2 separate regions of the Mus musculus genome follow, and region 1 is linked to region 2. A link is a contact called in public HiChIP or PLAC-seq data. All regions are on one chromosome and are shown on one strand. The core of a region is the stretch at or near the end of the contact, and the rest is flanking DNA. Distances in the headings are between cores, read along the strand shown.

The links. HiChIP or PLAC-seq counts read pairs in DNA pulled down with a chosen protein or histone mark.
Region 1: a CTCF HiChIP or PLAC-seq map of the NIH/3T3 cell line shows a contact between it and region 2, with 12 read pairs. The contact joins the promoter of Prf1 here to the enhancer-like site in region 2. A contact is called at or near these places in 3 of 39 promoter capture datasets (3T3-L1-derived adipocytes, cranial neural crest and frontonasal cranial neural crest), 1 of 15 datasets of contacts at CTCF or cohesin (the NIH/3T3 cell line), 1 of 484 Hi-C or Micro-C datasets (natural killer cells), 1 of 115 datasets of contacts at active chromatin or transcription factors (embryonic stem cells) and 3 of 9 other capture datasets (adipose tissue, liver and pancreatic islet).

Annotation. Positions count from the first base shown.
Region 1 is chr10:61,296,085-61,299,539 of GRCm38.p6, reverse strand. It overlaps Prf1 (perforin 1 (pore forming protein)), which reads right to left and starts at 1,704. Exons shown (of 3, transcript NM_011073.3): 1 at 1,686-1,704.
Region 2 is chr10:61,257,061-61,260,143 of GRCm38.p6, reverse strand. The region is part of intron 2 of Adamts14 (a disintegrin-like and metallopeptidase (reprolysin type) with thrombospondin type 1 motif, 14); the gene reads left to right. Among named protein-coding and RNA genes, the nearest start is that of Adamts14, 15 kb to the left of the region's middle. Within about 2 kb of position 1,808, at least 9 of the 459 cell types and tissues checked have an H3K27ac peak or open chromatin away from gene starts, as enhancers often do. A contact at or near this core is called in the NIH/3T3 cell line, where this site is marked.

The sequences.
Region 1 (3,455 bases), core at 455-2,954, 40 kb before region 2:
AGGCAAGTGTTCCACCACTGAGCCACACCCTACTCCTCATCTACCTATCATCTATCTATCAATCATCTATCTATCTATCTATCTATCTATCTATCTATCTATCTACCTATCTATCATCTATCTGTCTATCTATCATCTATCTGTCTGTCTATCTATCTATCTATCTATCTATCTGTCTGTCTGTCTATCTATCATCTATCTGTCTATCTACCTATCTATCTATCATCTATCTGTCTATCTATCATCTATCTATCTGTCTGTCTGTCTGTCTATCTATCTATCTGTCTGTCTGTCTGTCTGTCTATCTATCTTGAGACAAGGTATCATTGCTCAGGATAGCTTTGAAGTGATTCTGTTGCCAAGCCTTGAACATGTGGAGGAGCTACGATCTCAATCCTGTGGCACCAGGCATAGCTCCGAGCTGATTCTTACTTAATCTCCATCTCTAATTCCAGCAGTGACTTCTGCCTCTCCCTTTCAGATGCTAGGAGACAGTGAGCTCCCTGCATATCCCCCGTGGCTGCTCTGAGCCTCCTGCAAGGGCATCAGCCTCAACTCTACAATGGACAAAGGCTGTCCTGTATCTGTGCTGTTGGCTCTAGTGTGGGGGACCTTTAAGTGCGCCCTTGCAAGCCCTTTTGCTCACTGCTCAGGTTTTCTGTCTTGACATTCCCTGCCGAATACTTCACACTATGGCAGGACAGGTATCTACCTGTCGCCTGCTAGTGGGCAGCAATTCATTGATCTTCCTTGCCACAGGGTCCCAGTTTTTGAATCTCCCTCTATCTCCTCTCTGTCTCAGCGTTTCTCCACCTGTGGATTGCAGCCATAGGAAAACACACATTTCTGATGGTCCTGGGAACCCCCAACCATAAATTTATTTTCATGACTTCATGACTGTAATTTTGCTATCTTGCGTTTTCTAAGACCATCCATTGGAAATAGGTGGGTTTTTTTCCCCCAGTGGACACAACCCACGGATGGAGAACTGGCTCCTTCTAAGACCCTCAGAGGTGTTTGTTTGTTTGTTTGTTTGTTTTTCTCCTCTCCCTGAAGGGTCTTAAGTGAGGGAGTGGGGTGAGCAGAGGTCTTCCTCATATCTAGCTGCAGCCTTCCATGTTCTACCTAAAGCAGTGAGCTGGAGGCAGAATTCAGGTGATGTGTGAGGCTGGGAGATAAACAAGCTGGGGAGAATCCTGTCAAGCTTTCTGGTCAACCTGCTTAAGAGACCAACACATTGGTGACTTTGATCAATGGACATCAGTCCCCTTCTGGCCTTCATTATATTGTCAGGGAGTTTATTTACAGATCTTGGATTCTTCCTCCTTTTCCCTCCCCTCCCTTTCCTTCCTCTCCTGTCCTCTCCCCTCACCTCCCCTTCCTTACACCTTTCGAGATGGGGTTTACCCCGTTCCCTGATGGTATAGTCATATATGTGCTCCATACTTGGCTCATTTCCATTCTTTACGAACTCTAACTGCCAAAACTTCTGGAAATAGTCTTGGAAACTGTGGACAGTTGTCACTGACACATGAACCCCCGAGTTGTCACCAACCCAATGAAGGAATGAGGGATGAGCTTGAAGGCTGGCTACTAGCATTTCTGGTTCCTCCTGGCTATACCTTCCAACTCTCTTTCCCCAGGGTATCTCAACCTCCCTGCTTCCTACCCTTCCTCCTCCTTACCTGAAGTCCCACCAAGACGCCACTGAAGCCCAGGGGGACACCTGCGTTGTCAATGGAGGCTTTTAAAATGCTGCGATCTATCCCCAGGCAGGCCCACCCTGGCCAACGTCATATCATTACTACTTCCTGCCCTGCCCCCAGAGTGTGGTCACAGGTTCCCACCAGCACCCACCCTGTTGTCACCTCCTCATCCGGCTTGTGACAGCCTTCAGGAAGTCAGCTGTGAAGGCCAGGGGCTCATCTGCCAAGCAGAGCAGCAGTTGGGGTGCGGGACTCTGGTGTGGACCAGCAGGCCAACTGACTGCTCCCTGCTTCTGAGTTGAGTGTTTGGGATGGGATGCGCTGTCAGGAAGAGTTGCTGAAGAGTGGCCTGGGCTTGAGTGGCTGGGCAAGGGGTTTCAGCCGCTTCACATCTCAGCTCCTCATTCAAAAGTGTGGCTAATCACAGTGTCCCATGAGAGGGGACATGAAGACATGGTGCAGTGCTTAGGACTAGACACGATCTTTACTCATTCTCAATACATGTGACTGTTCCCTCCTCCCTGGGAGTGGGGAGAGATACTCAAAGCTGGTACCCACTTCCTGTCCATACCTACATCCCAGCTGAACCTCAGGTTTGAGCAGGCTAGTACTGTGGAAAGACAGTTGGCCACTCTGTTCTGCCTGAGGTTACTGTGGGAGGTTTCCATGGGCAGAGTGACTCATGGATACCTACTGGGGGCTTAAAAAAAAAAATTGTGCTGGTTATGAGGTGGGTAAAACCATGCAGGGTGGGGGTAGTTCTCAACACCCCTAAGTGAGTACATGATGGGAATAAGTAGCCACAGACCCCAGGCCACATGGTCACATCTCACCCGGGCTTGTGCCACCTTTCTCAGAACCCGGCCTCCTCTTCTGTTACTGCAGAAACTGCAGTTGCCCTGTGGCCCCACGTTGGCACTCTGCCTGGGTGGTCTGACTGCGATGCCAAAGCTCAGAGACATTCAGTCCTTAGCCATGCTGGAAGAACAAGGTACAGGCTGCAGAAACCTGCAAAAAGCCTTCGGGAAAAGAGTCGAGAATCTAAACAGGCTCCAGTCCCGCTACATCAGAAACACACTTTTAACAGCTTTTTTTTTTAAAGCTCCTTTGTAGTCCTGAATTTGATGTATGAAGTCAGAGGGAGGAGCCTGGGGATGTAGCTCAGGGTATCACACTTGCCTAGCATATGAAAGGCCCTGCATTTCACATTCAGTACTATAATCAGTGTCCCAATTCTTGTCGAGATCACCACCATCAACACCATTATATCAACATGATCATTATCACATTGACGGCCAGCATCACCATCATCCGACCCATCTTCCTCACTTCACCAGTATCTTCACCATCATCAGATCGTTGACATTGCCATCCCATAGTACCGGCACCTCTATCACTATCAGATTATCATCACCTGGCATCATCACTATCGCCATCTCCATCACCTCCCCCTTGCACCATAATCATGAGGAAACCTTTGTCTTCTCAAGATCCTTTCTAGCAGGGGCTGGAGAGATGGCTTGGGGGTTAGGAACACTAACTGATCCTTCAGAGGACCTGACTTCGATTCTCACATGGCAGCTCACACCTGTCTGTAACTCTAGTCTCAGACCTTCTGACACCCTCACACAGATATACATGCAGGCAAAGCACCAATCAACATAAAATAAGAATAAGTTGGGCTGGAGAGACAGCTCAGTGGTTAAGAGCACTGACTGATCTTCCAGAGGTCCTGAGTTCAATTCCCAG
Region 2 (3,083 bases), core at 559-3,058:
CTATCTTTTTTTTTTTCTTTTTACCTTGATTTTTCCCAGACATGTTGTCACTGCCACGAAAGGCTGATGGACAACAGTTTCCTTCTACAAATTGCCTTAGAGGAGGGGAGTTGTAGAATTCCAGTCAGAACAGGATTGCCTTGTGAGATAAAGAAACCATAGAAAAGTCAGAAAACATAGCGTTTTTAGAGAAAGGCATCATACTTGATTAAAGCTACCCTCAGCCAGTCTCCTATGCTTGGTAGGAACTTTTCCTACCTGGTGGGATTTTTCCCCCTCTTCTTGGGAAAGTCTTCCCATTTACAGGTCCATCTACCTAGAGGACCTGAGCAGGTGAAAGCCAGGGCCACGAATCAGGGTCAAACCTTTCTGGGGTTCAGGTTCAAGACTGGTGACTTCTCTCTCTCTCTCTCTCTCTCTCTCTCTCTCTCTCTCTCTCTCTCTCTCTCTCTCCCCCTCCCTCCCTCCCTCCCTCTTTCTTTCTTTCTTTCTTTCTTTCTTTCTTTCTTTCTTTCGTTCTTTCTTTCGTTCTCTCTCTCTCTCTCTCTCTCTCTCCCCCTCCCTCCCTCCCTCCCTCCCTCCCTCCCTCTTTCTTTCTTTCTTTCTTTCTTTCTTTCTTTCTTTCTTTCGTTCTTTCTTTCGTTCTTTCTTTCGTTCTTTCTTTCGTTCTCTCTCTCTCTCTCTCTCTCTCTCTCTCTCTCTCTCTCTCTCTCTGAGACAGGGTTTCTCTGTGTAGCCCTGACTGTCCTGGAACTCACTCTGTAGACCATCTCTCTCTCTCTCTCTCTCTGAGACAGGGTTTCTCTGTGTAGCCCTGACTGTCCTGGAACTCACTCTGTAGACCAGGCTGGCCTCGAATTCAGAAATCTGCCTGCCTCTGCCTCCCAAGTGCTGGGATTAAAGGCGTGCACCACCGCCACCCTGCCAAGACTAGTGCTCCCATCCCTGGGTCCAGCAGCCTGTTTCTGAGCCTCAGGCTCTAAAACAATGGTTGTCAACCCGTGGGGTGTGTCCCCTTTGGTGGGGTCAAATGACCCTTTTACACATGTCGCCTAAGACCATGTACATATCAGATATTTACAATATGATTCATAACAGGAAGATTACAGTTATGAAGTAGCAACAAAAATAATTTTATGGTTGGGGGGGGGGTCACCACAACGTGAACTGTATTAAAAGGTTATAGCATTAGGAAGGATGAGAACCACCGCTCTAAAACATAATTTGAGTGTTGTTAATGACAATCTCAACAGCAGCTAGAGATGCCACACGTCTGCCGCTGGAAGGCAGAAATGATGTCCGGATGTCGCATGTGCATTACTCCTAACCAGACAGGTGCCCAGGAATGTCGTGTCAGATTACCTGAATGAGCAACAGGGTCAGGATTTAAATCTGGAACCCACTGAACTTAGGGTCTCTGCATTTCTTCATATCACCCACAATATTGCTGCAGATGGGCTAGGTTCAGCCCCTCTCAGAGCCTAGAGATGTCCTGACCCTCAGAACAGATACTCAGTGGTCCTTGCAGGTACCAGCCCCCCCCCCCCCTATTGGAGGCTCTGGATTCCTGCTGTTTCTTCCAGCCTTTGAGCTGTCCTGGGAGTTCTCAGCTGCTGAGGTGGAGAATCCTAGGGCTCACCCTTTGGTCCTGTAAGACCCCTGTGCTCCTGCTTGCCCTTCAAGGCTGCAGCGCTGTCTGAATTGCCTGCAGCCATTTCTGGGCTCTGCCTGAGTCCTTGACCACCCTTGTCTCCAGCAGATCTCCCTCAGCTGGGGCCTCACAGCATCCCCAGGCTTTCTTCTGAGCCATGCTGACTCACACTTGTGAGGAAATAGGCAGCTTGGTTGCTGTGAGAGTAGCTCCCCCTCACTCCTCCTTTTGTCTCCCCTAGTACTCAGTTGCCTTACTGAGATGTGATAACCAAGTAGCATGCAATGCACTCATTCAAAGCACATAGTTCAGTGGATTTTATCTTATTTTTCTTTCCCTTTTTTCTTTTCTCTCTCTTCCTTCCTTCCTTCCTTCCTTCCTTCCTTCCTTCCTTCCTTCCTTCCTTTCTTTCTTTCTTTCTTTCTTTCTTTCTTTCTTTCTTTCTTTCTTTCTTTCTTTCTTTCTTTCCTTCTTTTTACCTTCCTTTCTGTTTTTGAAGGTGGGGGAGGGTGTTAGATTTTTGAGACAGGGTTTCTCTGTGTAGCCCTGGCTGTCCTGGAACTCACTCTATAGACCAGGCTGGCCTCGAACTCAGAGCTTCGCTTGCCTCTGTCTCCTGAGGACTGCGATTATAGTTGTGTGCCAGCCACACCTGGGTTTTGAGTGGACTGTTAGTGGATAACCATAGATACGTGCAGCTGTCTCCACAGTCAGCATGAGGTTTCTGTCAGTTCACAGAGAAATGGCTGTCCCTTACCTCTTGCCCCAGAGCAATCCCTTCTTACTGCTGCCCTGTGGCCACTCAACTGCTTTCTCTGTGCATTTTCCCAATGATCACTGAGTGTCTGTTCCAGGGTGCTCACAGAACACATCCTCTTTTGTATCTGGCTTCTTTCACTTGGTGCAGTGTTGCTAGGCTCATCTTCCCTGTGGCATGCACTGGTCCTTCACTCGTTTTTATTAGCTAGACGATCCATTGTGTGGATGTGTCCTATGAGGCTGATAGGCACTCTGGGCTCCCTGAACTTTCTGATCGATGTGAACAGTACTTTCATGAACACTGATACTCAGTGATTTTTCTGCTTGCTATGACAAGATGCCTGGCAAGAACAACTTAAGGAAGGGAGGGAGGATTGGTTTGGGACTCCAGGGTTTACAAAGAGGGACAGCCCATCATGGCGGGGAGGCATGGCCGCAGGCACGTGAGGCAGCTGGCCACACTGTGTCTTTGTGGAGGTAGCAGGAGAGGGGAATGCTGGGACTCAGCTTGCTTCTCCTTTTTTCCCCCCTTTTGATTAGGGCCACAGAATGATGCTGTCCACAATCAGGATGGCTCACCCTGCCTTGGTTAGACCTTTTGGGAAATGCCTTCCCAGACAAGCCCAGAAGTGTGTCTCCTAGGTGGCTCCGAATGCCGTCAAGTTCGCAACGG